2 separate regions of the Zea mays genome follow, and region 2 is linked to region 1. A link is a contact called in public Hi-C data. All regions are on one chromosome and are shown on one strand. The core of a region is the stretch at or near the end of the contact, and the rest is flanking DNA. Distances in the headings are between cores, read along the strand shown. Region 1 holds the start of LOC100285251 (transcription initiation factor TFIID subunit 11). Region 2 has its middle 4.5 kb from the start of TRNAD-GUC.

What was found. Hi-C and Micro-C count contacts between places; a contact is called where the count stands out from the background.
Region 2: a Hi-C map of tassel shows a contact between it and region 1, with 1.8 times the contacts expected there. The contact joins the enhancer-like site here to the promoter of LOC100285251 in region 1. A contact is called at or near these places in 2 of 25 Hi-C or Micro-C datasets (ear and tassel).

Annotation. Positions count from the first base shown.
Region 1 is chr8:155,024,118-155,031,582 of Zm-B73-REFERENCE-NAM-5.0, reverse strand. It overlaps LOC100285251 (transcription initiation factor TFIID subunit 11), which reads right to left and starts at 3,684. Exons shown (of 4, transcript NM_001301600.2): 1 at 3,265-3,684; 2 at 1,380-1,467; 3 at 686-785; 4 at 1-374. The coding sequence starts at 3,560. The coding sequence ends at 247. It overlaps LOC103636181 (phospholipase D alpha 1-like), which reads right to left. Exons shown (of 11, transcript XR_002264556.1): 10 at 5,322-6,976; 11 at 4,726-5,244.
Region 2 is chr8:155,201,113-155,208,231 of Zm-B73-REFERENCE-NAM-5.0, reverse strand. No RefSeq gene overlaps it. Among protein-coding and RNA genes, the nearest start is that of TRNAD-GUC, 4.5 kb to the right of the region's middle. Within about 2 kb of position 3,196, at least 12 of the 20 cell types and tissues checked have an H3K27ac peak or open chromatin away from gene starts, as enhancers often do. A contact at or near this core is called in ear and tassel, where this site is marked.

The sequences.
Region 1 (7,465 bases), core at 2,435-4,934:
TCAAAGTAGCCCTCAGTACAAATAACAACCCCAGGCGATTTTAGGCCCCGTGGTAGGGACGTTTTAACTCTTTCTAATTCCATCTTAAAGATGATATGACATTTGACAGGATTTCTCAACAGAAGCTGTGAGAGTCTGGTCAGGTTTCTGTCCAGAAACTGCAACAAGCTGGTACTAGAAACTCCTCACCTCATGGCACACATCTGTCAGGACTCCAGACACATGTGTAATATACATGCTTCAATTCTAGCGGAAGAGCCTAGGAACAGATCGCCGTGGGATCTTCCCTTCAAGCTTCAATCTTCTGTATGCCTCCCTGATGTGGCAAGGCCTAATGGGTCCTGAATCCTTCCTCTCGCTCATGACCACTCTTGCTGCAATACACACGATGAAATTGTTAAGGGAAAACAACAATCAAGAAATCCACCCTGAAGACTTTTGTCAAACCTAAAGTCTGCTCTGCTAGCAGGTTCCTTGTAACATAGTGAGGTGGAAAGAAGAAAATGGGCCTCTGATTCCAAACAGAAACAAAAGGCAAACTAAAACACAAAATCATACTAGTTAAGATTACAGCTGTAGGTTCACTATCATGCTTAGACAAAGTACAAAACATACAATTCAGCAACGCTGTAGCAGATTCGATTCCATAGAAACAAAGTAAACAACACGACTATTCTGAACTTGCCTGTTTCAATTAGCTCACCAACAAATATTTTGGCGATTCCCGATACCACAATTGAAGTAGGGATAGAAATCTTCTGACTTCCAGTGATGCTTGCCAACAGCTGTAAGTAAACACAATATGGATCAACACTACAAATCTGGTTGCAGACTGGTTGAGCTACTCAATACCAAATACATGACAAAAATATTCAAGTTTGTTATCATACACCCTCTATCCTATTTATTAATTGGTATGGACATGAAACTTTCAGAGTACAACATGATGAAGAAAACAAGCTAAAAACTACCCACCAAGTAGTTATCCAAGCAATTTTATAGGAAAAATAAAAATCAATACATGTAACATACACGACCATCTCAATGTGTTTCATATAAGGCATCTTGAGCAAAGTATTTTTTACACGACTTAGTTCTTTAGCAGCTAGCACTAATGTGTTTCATATATTCATTTACAAATTCAATTATTGAGGAATACTGGGAGAAATATAAATAATGCATGAGGTTAGATCATTTGATATAGGAAAATAGAAAAGACACCGCTACAAGTCAGGGAATTTCAAAGTTCAAATATCCACTTGCATCTCAATTCCTTATGGACTCACACCTACAAGTGTTAGGTGTAAGGAATGGAGCTGTAATGTAAGTGGGTATTTGCATTTTTGCTACATTTCTATGATTAATAAGTGAAGCCATACCCTTTTCATGTTAGATTTCTGAAATCCAGATCTTCGGAATGACTCATAACGGTTCATCTGCTGTTGTGTAAATTGGGACAGTATAGCACTGACAAAGGACACAGTTAGAACATAGACATAGAATTTAGTAATCGATACAAGAAAGTATGAATGTCGGAGAGGAAATCTCCGGCCGGGTGGTGGAACGCACCCGCCCTAAATCCTTAGATGAGGAGGGGTCTAAGCGTTTTGCTTGTTAGTTGGAAAATGGGGAGGACACAAGAACACACAAGGATTTAGAGTGGTTCGGACCGCCGGAGCGTAACACCCTACTCCACTGTGTAATGTATTGAGCTTGTATGAACTTGTGAGCGTCTAAGTGTGCTTAAGTGAGCTTGTGTTGTAACGGTGCATGCCTCCCCTTTTATAGCTAAGGGGGGCACGTACAAGGGTACTGAGCCCCGACATGTGGGCCCAGGAACATAACGGATGTAATACTTGTAGCAATTAATGTTCGTTGCTGGAGCAATCTTCTTGCGCCCTGACATCCGTGATCTGCGTAGTATTGGCGTGCAGGGGAAGCTTCCCTGGCAACGTACAAGTGATGATGGACACAGTGCACCTCGCAACACGGGCATACTGTTTGACAATGGACTAGACAGGCACGCCGCCTGTAGGATGGCTTGGACGCCGCCTGCCAGCGGAGTGGACAGGACACATTAAATGCTGAGGGGGCACATCGTCTGTCAGCGGGATAGACAAGCGGCGCGTCTTCTCCGCAATAAATGCAGAGGCAGCGCGGCCCAGAGGCCTTACGTCAGGCTCCGCCCCCTGGCTTACGTCACGGGCGATAGTCCACGTGGTAGCATCGGGCCTTCGCCTGAGCGGGGAGTGGAAGCGCACTGGATAAAGCCTGGGCACGTGTCAGTTCCGGACCCTCGCCTGTCCTTGACCTAGGCCAGGGTATTCCCTGTCCCGGGACCTTGGGTGGTCTGGACCTTACTCAGAGGGGTCCGGACCTCATCCAAGGGATCCGGCTTGCTTACTTGGGAGTCCCGGACCGTACCCGGAGGTCCGAGCTATGTGTACAGGGGTCCGGCGCTTTCTTGAGGAGGTCCGAACCTACTGATGGTATCCTGGAGTATACCACCTCTTCTGTCCACATGGTGTCCTTGGGACTGCCCACGTGCTGGGGTCGGGTGTTGTTCACCGCGCGGCTAGAGATAGCCGCACGGGTATCGTGTCTTCATACTGTAGTAAGGGATACCCCTGATTCAGGGTACCGACAATGAATAATCTCCATTTTATGTACTAGGGAATATAAAAAACAGGTGCGAACCGTGGTATTTTTCTCATCAACCGCCAATACATAGTAGTAATTCAGAAAATAACTTTCTAAATACCAACAATAATGGAAACAAGCCTACTATCAAACACTCATACAAAAGATAAGGGCAAACGATAATGGAAACAAGTCTACTATCAAATACTCATACAAAAGATAAGGGCAAACGATGCTAACACTAATATTGACCTTGTAGCATGATTCAGTTGAGAGCGGCTAGCTTTGTTATGTGTAATTGGTTTCTGCGTGTTTGAGTTTAACAAAAGCAGAGTAAGGGTTCACCAACTTGCTGATCCAGTGATAGACCTATTTGTTTATATTTATGTAAGAAAGCACAACTAGTATTACGGAAAATTAACAAAAGACTACTAGTAATAAGGCGTGTGGTTGACAAAATCAGCATTAGGGTTCGCTGGCTTGCAGTCCTCCCCGAGCGCATACGGCATATCTACTGAGAGAATTATTCAAATTACGAAGAACCAGCGAATTTGTACGTATAACAAGGCAGTGTGACTTGCGTTATCGAAAAATTGAACAGACAAGGCATATTCAAGCACGAACTTCATCTTAGCGAGCTTGTCTGGGTCGCCAGTGCTGCTGGGAAGCTTCTCGAGGTCGACCTCAATCTGGTCCTCGTCCTCGTCGTCATCCTCCTGCTGCTCCCTATGGACACGGGCCTTGGCCTTGGCACCGGCTGCGTGAGACGCCGGGGCAGACGGCTGGCGCGGGGGCGGGCCGCCGTCGTAGTCCTCGGGGTCCTCCGCAGGGCCCGCGGCGCCGGGTTCATCCTCGGGCGGCGCCGGCGACTCCGGCGGCGAGTCCTGCTCCTCGACGTCCGCCTCGAACGGGTCCTTCATGGAAGACGCACGCGGCTCGGTGGCGGTGGATGTGCGAGAGGCCGGGGAACGGAACGGATGCAGAGAAGAAGACTCTGCTGGGAGGAACCGGGGAAGTGCTGGGTCGGCTGGATTCCTGCGGTCGGCAAGTTGGTTGGGCCTAGGAGTTGGCGCGTCGGTTTTTATGGACACTTCGGCCGTAGGGCGTAGCTAGGGTTGGGCATCTTGCGTGTTTCGATAGGTTCGGCCCACAGAGCTCGGGGGCTGATGACGTGCTAGTAACTAACCATGGGCTTCCTTTCAGCAAAAAAGAAAAAAAATATATTATGGGCTGGATCGCGCATGATACCGATTACCGAATGTGGATGGGAGTCTAGCCCATTAGGCTTTATGCCAACAACTAGGGGCTGTTTCGTTTCTAGCGATTTAGTCAATTTATTTTATTCTATTTAGTTTTTAAATTGCTAAATATGAAAACTAAAATTTTAGTTTTTGTATTTGACAATTTAGATACTAAAATAGAACAAAATAGAGTGACTAAAAATTAGTCACTAAAAACCAAACACCTCTAATCATGACAGTGCATCCACTAATATAATTCATAGGCGGAACATTCTAATTCCTAATGCATACATAATACGATGATAATGTTTTCTTAGGTTATCTTTAACATATTACTCATCAACATCTCTCATTTTTCAAATCTCACTCTGCAAACCGTACCGTCTACAATGCAAAAAACAACTTTGTTTTGTACAGACAGACATATTCACAAGCTGTTTGACCATAACCAAGAACCACGGCAGATTCTAGGTGCTAGGAAGATCTCTCCTCACACGTCCAACTGCGCGGCCATCATCCAACGTCCACACCAACATCCGCACCCACCAGTACTGTGCTATCACCCTCCACCTCAGTGTTGGCCGTTTTGGCACGCTTCTGACCTCACGCTCACCGGCTCACGCGTCGGCGATCCTGATACTCGGTAGGTACTGTACGTCTCGATGGACGCGCGTACGCTGGCAAAGCTTGTACTTTTTCCCCTTCTTATTTATATAATACTAGTTGGGTGCCCGTGCGTTGCAACGGGAACATATAATATCATGATAACTTATGTATAAATATGTGTTATACTAAAAAACAATTTTGTAATAATATAAGTACTTCACCGTCCCTCGACTGGGAATACAAAAACAAAAGGTCTTCTCAGAGGAACCAAGTTTTAGCAATAGCAATTCCAAGGGCCAAACTGTTGTAAAACACTGGTGGTACACCATCCAAACACAACAGTATGAAAAGAGGCATCAACATCAGGCATGAACAACAGCTGCAACAGATACTTGCAAGCACAACAACCTGCCCCTTGTCTCTAATTATCTTGGTAACCTACGACACAACAAAGTATTCAATGTTGTCAAATAGCATACACGATCTCCCCACTGCTTTCCAGGTCAAGACCGGCATCTGAGTCTAGGTCCTCCATGTCATCGTCGAGGTCAATGTCATCATTCAGAAACTGATTGAGTCCACGTGAACCAACTGCTGGAATGGTCGCCTCAACCAGGATCTGCATGAACTCATTCATGCTCTGCATCGGTTGTTCAGGCTCCTCGTACTGCTTACTCATCGTATTGTCATCCATTTGGTCAGCTAGGAGGTTTTTCAAGAACCATGGATGGTTTCTTATCTCAGGGATGGTGATCGTCTGTATAGGTAACATCAGTAATTCCTTCAAAGCAAACATGTGTCAAGAAGATAATGAAAGTATTATTTGCTTCTTACCAGCATCACGTATGGCATCACTCCGCATGACCACACATCAGCAACCTTAGTTCAGTAACAAAGAGTTAGTGACTAATTTAGCATTCGAACCTTCCAACATAGTTCCCTGTTATGCATGACTACAAATCGTGCGTGTATAAAATGTTTTGACAAACAAACATGTTGTTCAAGTGGAGAATAATAACATGCACACTAAACAAAAACAGTATGTCAAGTGTAGAATAATTAACGACACTACGCATAAAACCTTTCCATTGTATTCCTTCTTCAGAAGAACCTCATGAGCAATGTATGCAGGAGTTCCCACTATAGATTTTGGCTGCGAGTATAGAACTGATGAGTACATTGTAAAAAAGGTTATAAGCAGAGCAACAATTTAAGAACACAAATGTCACACAAGATGACCACATTCTTTTTAAACACCTGATAACAATATCTATTAATATAGTTGAAATTATAAGCAGAAGAGTTCAGTTATTTTTTTCTTGACTACATCATGGGTGGCTAAGTATAGCTATTAATAACTTTGAATAACTGAACTCTGAATAATTCCAGAAAGTAGAACTCTGAATATTGACTTGAACTAAATCGAATTGTAGTTAGATTCTAATTTAAAAAGTATTTCCGTCTCTCTATAATTCCCAGTTTCCGCAAGCAAGAATATCACAGCCATAGATCCAAGTTCTAGCTATAATTCCATGTTTCTCAGTCTCTGTTGGAGTTCAATGCAGTCTAAGAAAACATGACACAAACATGACATACAATATTCAGTTTCATATTTTTAGTTTTATATTTTCAGATTTTCAGTTTCAGATTTTAGGTTTCAGTAGTTTGAGGGGCAGACATGACTAAATAACAGAACAAACAAGCTTCTATCTTGTCAGAGCTAATGTTCCAGCCAACACATCTATAAGTATTCTAAGAACATCATTATAGCAAGATCAAGTGGGTTATTGGCTTCTGTAAGACTGTAGTGAACCTACTATTTAGTACATCTTGCGATGAGAAAATATTCAGTGAAATAATCTGTTTTTGTTCTTAGAACAACATTATGTTCAATTTAATCTATAATTCATAATCGTTCTTCTTCTGTCATAGATAATGCCCAAATTAGCAAAAACAGACAACAGTGTTGAGGACGGACAAACAGATCCAATTGACGCAAAACCAGGCAAGTATCAGAAGTGGAGGGAGCTCAATGTAATTCTAGCAGCACTCAATAAAGAATGCCTGAGTTCAAAATGTGCACATCTTATGTACACGACCACACCACTACAGTTTACTGCTGCCTACTGAACTTTAAATGCCACAGTTCCCAATACCTCACCCTTCCCGGCTTACTTCAACTTCCACCTCTTAGCTATCAACATGATTTCATGCAATGTGAATTCTCTTCCCGCTACACTACTGTATAAGCACAATAAGAAATGAAGTCTGCTATAATGAGATCACCAGAATACCACAGATCATGTCAATCCAAACGGTGGTGGCTTCAAGACCTAAAATATTATTTTATAGGAACAACTGCTCCAGAAATTCTGTTCAAAAAACTCTGAACTGTGGCATATCCCCTTTCCAAATTCAAGCTCAAACTGTGCATTCTTGAAGGGTTAAGCATGCTTGTTTTTTACAATCTTCATCTGACTACCTATTGTCTGCAAATGGAAGGAATCATCATTCAAAAGCTACATAAAGTGCATATTGTTTCAGGGAACATCGAATCTCACTACTACAAAGCCCATATGGCATATGTAGAGTCAGTTATTTTAAATTCACTAATCATTTACGATTGTCGAGTGACAACACATGTAGATTCCTATTACATGTGTCTAGTACTGGCTCAGTTAAATAGGTCTCATGCAGACATATATATCTCTGTTAAATCAAAGTTACACTATGAAATCAGATAGTACCACTGAACCACCAAACTAAGAATTAGCAGAGATGGTCATTACACTCATAGAAGTAGACAACTAAAGAGCTGGTTCACTCACTACCTTATATGTTTAATACAATACTTCTATTATGAAACTAAGCGTCAAATGTTCATCACCAAAGCATGAAGAGAGACATTGTAGCCCACAATGCAGTCATGCCAAGATGTGCAGCAATGAACTGAAACAAAAGAATTACATAATCCACTT
Region 2 (7,119 bases), core at 1,947-4,446, 180 kb before region 1:
AACTCTTTACTAAGAAAAAGATAGAATATAAGAGATGCTTATTCAACACCTTCTCTTCTAGAATCAGCTTTCATTTTTTCAATGCATCAACAATTACAAATATACCTTCTGTCTATGTAATGGGAGAACGTATCTTCGGAGACGGAGCGGATCAGTTTCCCAAGCTTCAGCTCGTCCCCAAATACATGGCATTGTTCCTCTATTTATAGTCGCGAGATACAGCTTCGTATAAAATTACAATCATGCCCACAAAACTATACAATTGGACTAATGAATAACAGGGGTAATGAAGTATTTTTTTTCTTCACTTGCCCCGACGATCGGGTCTCTTGGATTTCTCATCTTCTTCTCTGCTTTGATCTTCATTATGTCTTGGCCAAAGCTTCCTTCGACACATACCTTCGTGGCTAGTGCTATGAAGCTTCTCCTTTCTAGTTTTTAAGCTTCTCCAAAGGAGCTTCTGTTTTCTAGTTTTTAAGCTTCTCCGAAAGAGCTTCTCCTTTCTAGTTTTTAAGCTTCTCCAAAGGAGCTTCTCTTTTCTAGTTTTTAAGCTACTCCGAAAGAGCTTCTCCTTTCTAGTTTTTAAGCTTCTCCGAAGGAGCTTCTATTTTGTGTAGTATCTGAAATGTATTTAATGTTAAATGGGTTTTGAGGATCTTCGGCGATAGAGGCCCCCAGCACCGACCGTTTAAATCGGTCGGTTTCGACCACGTTGCAGCCAAACCGGTCGATACCAACACGATATCGGACAAATCAATTGGTAACCACCAAATTTAGTGGTATGACGTTTTTTTATTTGTGCATGCATGTGTCAAGCCAGTTAGATAGTTTAAACCATTTGTAGTTCAAAAAAAATTTGGAAATAATCAAAATAAATCATAGAATCTACTCTTACAAATTATATTTTGTTTATAAATTATTTATTATTTATTTTTATGCTTAAAAGTTATGTGATTTTATTTATAGATTATGTGGTTTTTTTATTATTATGCTTGAGTTATGTAATTTTTAATTGTTGTCATTTCCATTCGCTAATAAGCGTATAATCGGATGTATTTGAATATCAGTAAAACATAGTACTTCATGTCGACTAGAAGACTATAAAAGAAAAAGTTTATGTCGCGAAAAGGTGGCCATTAACTGACGGTAAAGGTTAGTATGCACTAAAACGCTGTGGTAGATAAATACTGCCAGAGCCGTAAAGGTTAGTACTAACGAGGATGGATATAGACCGTATAGCCCCAGAAGCTTCACGCAGCCTAAAAAGAGACGAAGAGGGATCTGGCTCTGGCCTCCAACAAACACACACATGCATGCATCCATGATATGGAAGCTCCTCCTGCTGCTTTCTAGATGGTCAAGGGCATTGAAGAGCCAAGGCATGCATGCAGCGTGTACCACTGTTTGACATCACAAGCATGCATGTTTTACTCTCTCTCTCTCTCTCTCTCTCTCTCTCTCTCTCTCTCTCTCTCTCTCTCTCTCTCTCTCTCTCTCTCTCTCTCTCTCTCTCTCTTATATATGACTCTATATGTCCTTGTGTAGCCCCATTGGACACGCTTGCTGGAGCCCTGCAGCTGGATATGCATGGTCTCCGGTGCACTAGACGCATGCATGCATGCATGCAGTGCTTTGCCTAGCCGGCTGGCCGTGCGTGGACGACGATCAAGTATCGATGGACGCGCTGTGTCTCTGTGGTCTTTACTACAATGCAAATGCGCCCCTGCAGAATCGGATGCGTGCTTTGTCCATTCAAAACTGTGGCCGTTAATGCATGCCCCGCGGCAGGGAATATTCAGCGGCTGTGCAGGGTCGAATGCATGCAACGCCACTGTTGTGTTGGTGCCTCATTTATGCATGGGCCGTGGAGGCCGCCTTTATGCCTTTGCTTTCTTCGACTGGCGTTGGGCATTGGCACCACACGCGCTGCCCTACCGGTCTACCCTGTGCTGCTGCCTGCGACCTCAGCCCTTCGCCTGCTGCATGCCCCTCGGCTCGCCCGATCAGCTATGCCGGCCTGCTGTGCTGGGGCCATGGATGGAAGCAAGCTGAGAAGAGGTGCAGGAAGGGAGCATGCATAGTACAGCACACTTGCATTGCACATTTGCACTCCACCAGACGCTCGGCGTGCATGTGACTTGAGTGAACAGTGCCCTAGCTATTAAGGTCTAGTTTGGCAAGTCCGTTTTCTCAAGGGATTATTATATTTCCAAGTAAAAAATAAATTATAAATCTCTTAGAAAAATATGGTTGTCAAACTGGTCCTAAAAGTACATATACTTATACGACCGTACAGTTTTAAGGCTGCTTAAAGCACCTAACAATATACTTGCGCATCGACCATTGCATGCATGTGGTGCTATTAGCATATATATATAAGCATATATGTATATGTATAACAGTAACGAACATGGTTGCTGCAGTTCGAACATGAACAGCAGTACGTACCTCAACCGATCAATGGCTGAGCAGCGTAAAAGGATCGGAACTGGATCGTCGTAGATGCTTCTATGCATATATATATGACACTTGGAGAGAGAATTTTCTGGCCGGGTGGCGGAATACATCCGCCCTAAATCCTAAGATAAGGAAGGGGCTTAATCGTTTTGCCTGTCTTGCTAAGCGATCACCGAGCACATGAACACGCGAGGATTTAGACACAAGCTCTATCGCGCAAAACTATCAAGCGACCACAGTTACCCGTCATATGATCACTGTATTACGTAGTATATGACTCTCTGAAGAAATGTCACGGGATTGGCATATACAGGGGATGTTTGTGATGGCTCTAGGTTTCAGCTCTAATGTGGAGCTGTAGATTATAATATCAATTTAATTAGTTCTAAAAGTATTTTTAACCTAAATGATAAATAAAATGATTTATCTAAATGTATTTTTACATGCTTACAATTTTAGCTCTACGATTTTCTAGAGCATCTAATAACCTGCTCTAACAAATCTACCAAATTTTTTGAGAGCTAGGCTAAACAGTCCATACTTATTCACACACTGGCTCTAGGTATGGTGTACTCGCGTAGAGCTTGTTGGTGCTCTGTCCCACCTAGCCACGCCAATACGCGCGTAGTGCGCGACAGCATGTGCATGTGCAGCAGATGGATACGCGCGCTTCACGCCCTCCCTTCCAAAAACGAGCGCTTGTTTGGCGGATCTGCGATCGATGCTCGCGCGACACGACGCCGTGGTATCAGCTCCACCATCAATGCTGGGCCAGGCCAGCCCGCTGGACAGCTGCTACGTACATAGTGGGCGTGTTCTGTCCCGATTTTTTTAAATTTTAGCCATTTTTTCAAAAATTCTCACGGTGATTTAATTCCTTTTTTGGACTCTTTGCTCGGCGTCACATGTTGTAGCGCCGAGTTAACACATTTCGACATTACATGCTGTGGCGCCAAGATACCTGCCTCGCTGGCAAGCGAGGGCTGACGCGGCGCCGACGTGACCTCTAGGTCGGCGCCACAGATCTTGACGCCGAACTAGGAAGTCATATAAATCAGTCGTGTCATGGTTTTGGAAACTAGGGGACAATATATTTGGGTTCGACGGGAGATGCAAGCGCGAACTCACTCTGAATGGTGGATCACGGGGATCCGAGCAAGGAACTAAAACACTGGTGTTATACTGGTTTAGACTTTCATCCTAGTCCAGTGAGTGCTGATCATAGTATTGCTTCAAGGCGTGTTACAGCAGGTGTGCTTGTCTGTGTAAAGGGGAGAGGGACTCTCTTTTATACTATAAGAGACGGTCCTTACATGAAAGAGAGTTCTTCAACTAATGCCATATACTGTAGTGCGCGGTGGGTCCCTCTTGGGTCAGTCTTGGAGCGTGCCTGCGTGCGGCATGCCGATATGGCTCCTTTTGACGGGTCGTGTGTTGTTGTACTCTTAACACCAAAAAGCGCAGAAGAATATCACTCTGACATTCCTCCATTCGTTGGGTTTAGGGATGTACTCATAATGCATGTCTGGGTTTTTTTGCTTTCATTGCATTGAACAACACTGAGAACTTCTTGTAACCCTCCTCCCAATCCCCATATATCATCTTCCATGCCCATTTCTTTGCCCTCCATGCTTTCCCATACTTTATCCTGTAACCGAACAACTCCCAAGTCATGGTCATAATTGACTTCACCTTCAAATTTGGTTGACCCTTCAATTTCACCAAAAGCCTTTTCGCAATGAGGGTAGATGTGAACTGTCGGTGCTTAGAGTTCAGCTCCATCTGGGCACAAGTGTGTGCACCTATAATTTTCCAGTTGCCTTCTGCTTGCGGGCACATACCCTCCAATTACAATCCGACACCTCGCACAGAACTGTGTAACGTCGATGTGCATACGAATGTCTTACCTTGAATGATATCTTACACTTCACAGAATATTCCTGTAGCCACCTTCTAAGTGTAGGCAAGTCCTTAAAGATCAAGCCCTTCTTAATCACAATGCTATCACTGTTATCAGGAGCCTCTAGCAGCTCATCATCTCGTCCTTCTGCATATGCACCATGGGAATGTCTGAGACTGCTAAATTCATGTACTGTGGGGTCATGTTCAGGACACAAACGTATGATGAATTCTATTTCTTGCTCGATCAATTCTTGAACTGGACGATCGTCATCAGAATCTAAGGCTCGTGCAGCCTCATATGGCTCCTCCCCATCCTCTATCTGAACATCAACACTATTTGACGCCCTGCATGTGTGGTCCATGTTGGATGATAGTGGCATATGAAGATAAGCAACATTGTCTAGCTGTGGACCTCCTGCATTGCGCCGAAGGAGCAAATACTACATTAAAGTCTCGTCAAAGGAATTAACGGTGCGTAGGATTAGCGTGACAAAGACACTTACTAGGATGATCCTGGGTCAAAGGGATCTCCTGGGGGCTACCACAGAATTGGAGGCCCCACAATCACCACAGACTGGACAAGAAATTCCAACCTCAGTCGGAGCCTATTGAGCATTCGCCACAGCAACCACTTCTTCCGGACGGTCGGACAAGGAGATGCATTGGGCAATTGTGGAGATAACTCGACTGGAGCTTCAAAATGATTAATGGTTAACTTTCACACGACCAGATCCAAACATAGAGGAAGAACCGTCATCACAATTTTGACATATTTCACCCAGTCATCTTCAGAGCCAATGGGGATCAACCCTTGGAATATTTTTCCTGATGCAACATGGGACAATAAACCCTCAATTGATATGCTAGGGTCATTTAAATTGCAACAAATCACCTCACAAGCCCTAGAGATAATCGGGCTAAAAGAGGGCCTTTCATCAAACATAACCGTCACCTTCTTCATTCCATCAAAACTAACATTTTTCATAAACATCTTCCTCTACGCTTCCTCTATGGTATAGTGTCACTAGGGTGTCCATATATTGTAAGCACGAATTCATAACTCAATAACCATTAAAGATGGTACCTGACTAACACTATCAACTAATGCCTAGCTAATTACTATCCCCATCTACTAATCTACTAATACCTAAATACTTACTAAGTAATAACTACTTACTAACTAATAACTATATATTAACTATTAAATGACCATATCAAAAAGAATTACATAATCTATGAATAATGTACGAAGACAAAGTATACCTGAGATCGCGGATGAGTCAAGCTACCGGTGGTGAACGTCGAGTCGGACAGACTCCAATCTACAAAAAAAATATAGTACTCAGTAAAAAATTTGGCAACACCTCCCCTATATGGTAAGGTTTCTAAAAATTGCAAAGAAACAACAACACAATGGTTATCATGCACACTAACCAATATAGAAAACTGCACGATAGATGACATAAACATACACATTCAATCAATAGCTAGCTAACTATGACGACAAGTAAAGGGTATAAAAACGACAATAAGTCGTCCGGATTTTTTTAGAAAAATGGCTAAAATAGAAAAAAAAATGTTCTGTCACTGCGTACAGAGGCCGCCGGCGTATATCTGAGGTCGTCGTACAGCAAAGGAAAACAGTTATTACCAGCAGCGGAGGATCGGACTATCGGAGCACGCGAATTCAGTAGATAGATAAATCCTCGGTGCATGCATGGTACGGTAATTCATCAGGCATTGTGTAATAACCGCAATTACTTTCAGAAAATTTGGTCAGCTGCCACTTGGACCACACGTCGCCTTCTCAGCTGTGATCCCTGACGTAGCGCCAATCTCCTCCGCCAAAACCACTAGTACGTACTAGCTTCGTACTAGAGTGATCTTGGTGGTATAATTTAATTTAATTTAATTTTACACTTATCCTTAACTTGTCGTCCTAAGATTCTTAGGATTGTCTTCTCGGTGATATAGACCCTGTCGCAGTCGTTCATACGGACGAGCCTAATACAACCCCGATGGGAATCATCTCTAACCTCGACGATGCAGAAAAAGGATCGATGCAAACCGAGCGTCAAGATCACCTTAGCTTCAGCAGTCGTCGACCATCTCAGGCACATATATACGCCTGCAGGAACCCTCTTCTGTACACCAGAGTTGATAGTAGCAGACCTGCACTACTACAAGCAGGAAGCTGGTGGAAGGCTTTGCGTCCACTGTGCACAAGATGCAAAAGGCAGCTATAGACGTACTGTCGGTGTCGGATGCCACGCTCGATCGCCAAGTTAATTACTTGATCCACACCTTCTGAAGATGAGATGCAAAAAAAAAAGGCAGCTATAGACATACTGTCCGACGACGGTTCGAGGTCTGCGTTGTTGGGGGGTTATTACTTGGACGTATATATACATGTTCTGGCTTGAGAAGAAAAAAAGAGAGGCTTGCTTGCGAGATGCCGCCGGTGGACTGGCTGAAGAAACGCTGAATCGTGTTCAGGTTTCGTGAGATATCCCTGAGTTCAGGCGCGTTCTGTCAAAGGAAAACTGAGTCGTGCATGTTCTGGTTTCCCGGCTGGGCACGCAAGCACGACTGCCACCTGCCCAGCGGCAGCGGCACTACGCTGATCATGCATCATCCAAATATATATTTGCGACGTTGACTTGTACAGCCCAACGACTTTAAATGCGTGGTGGTTGCGCCTTTCCGAAGCAGGCCACCTTCTTGCCTATGTCTATATGCATGCCAGCCAGCAGTCCATGT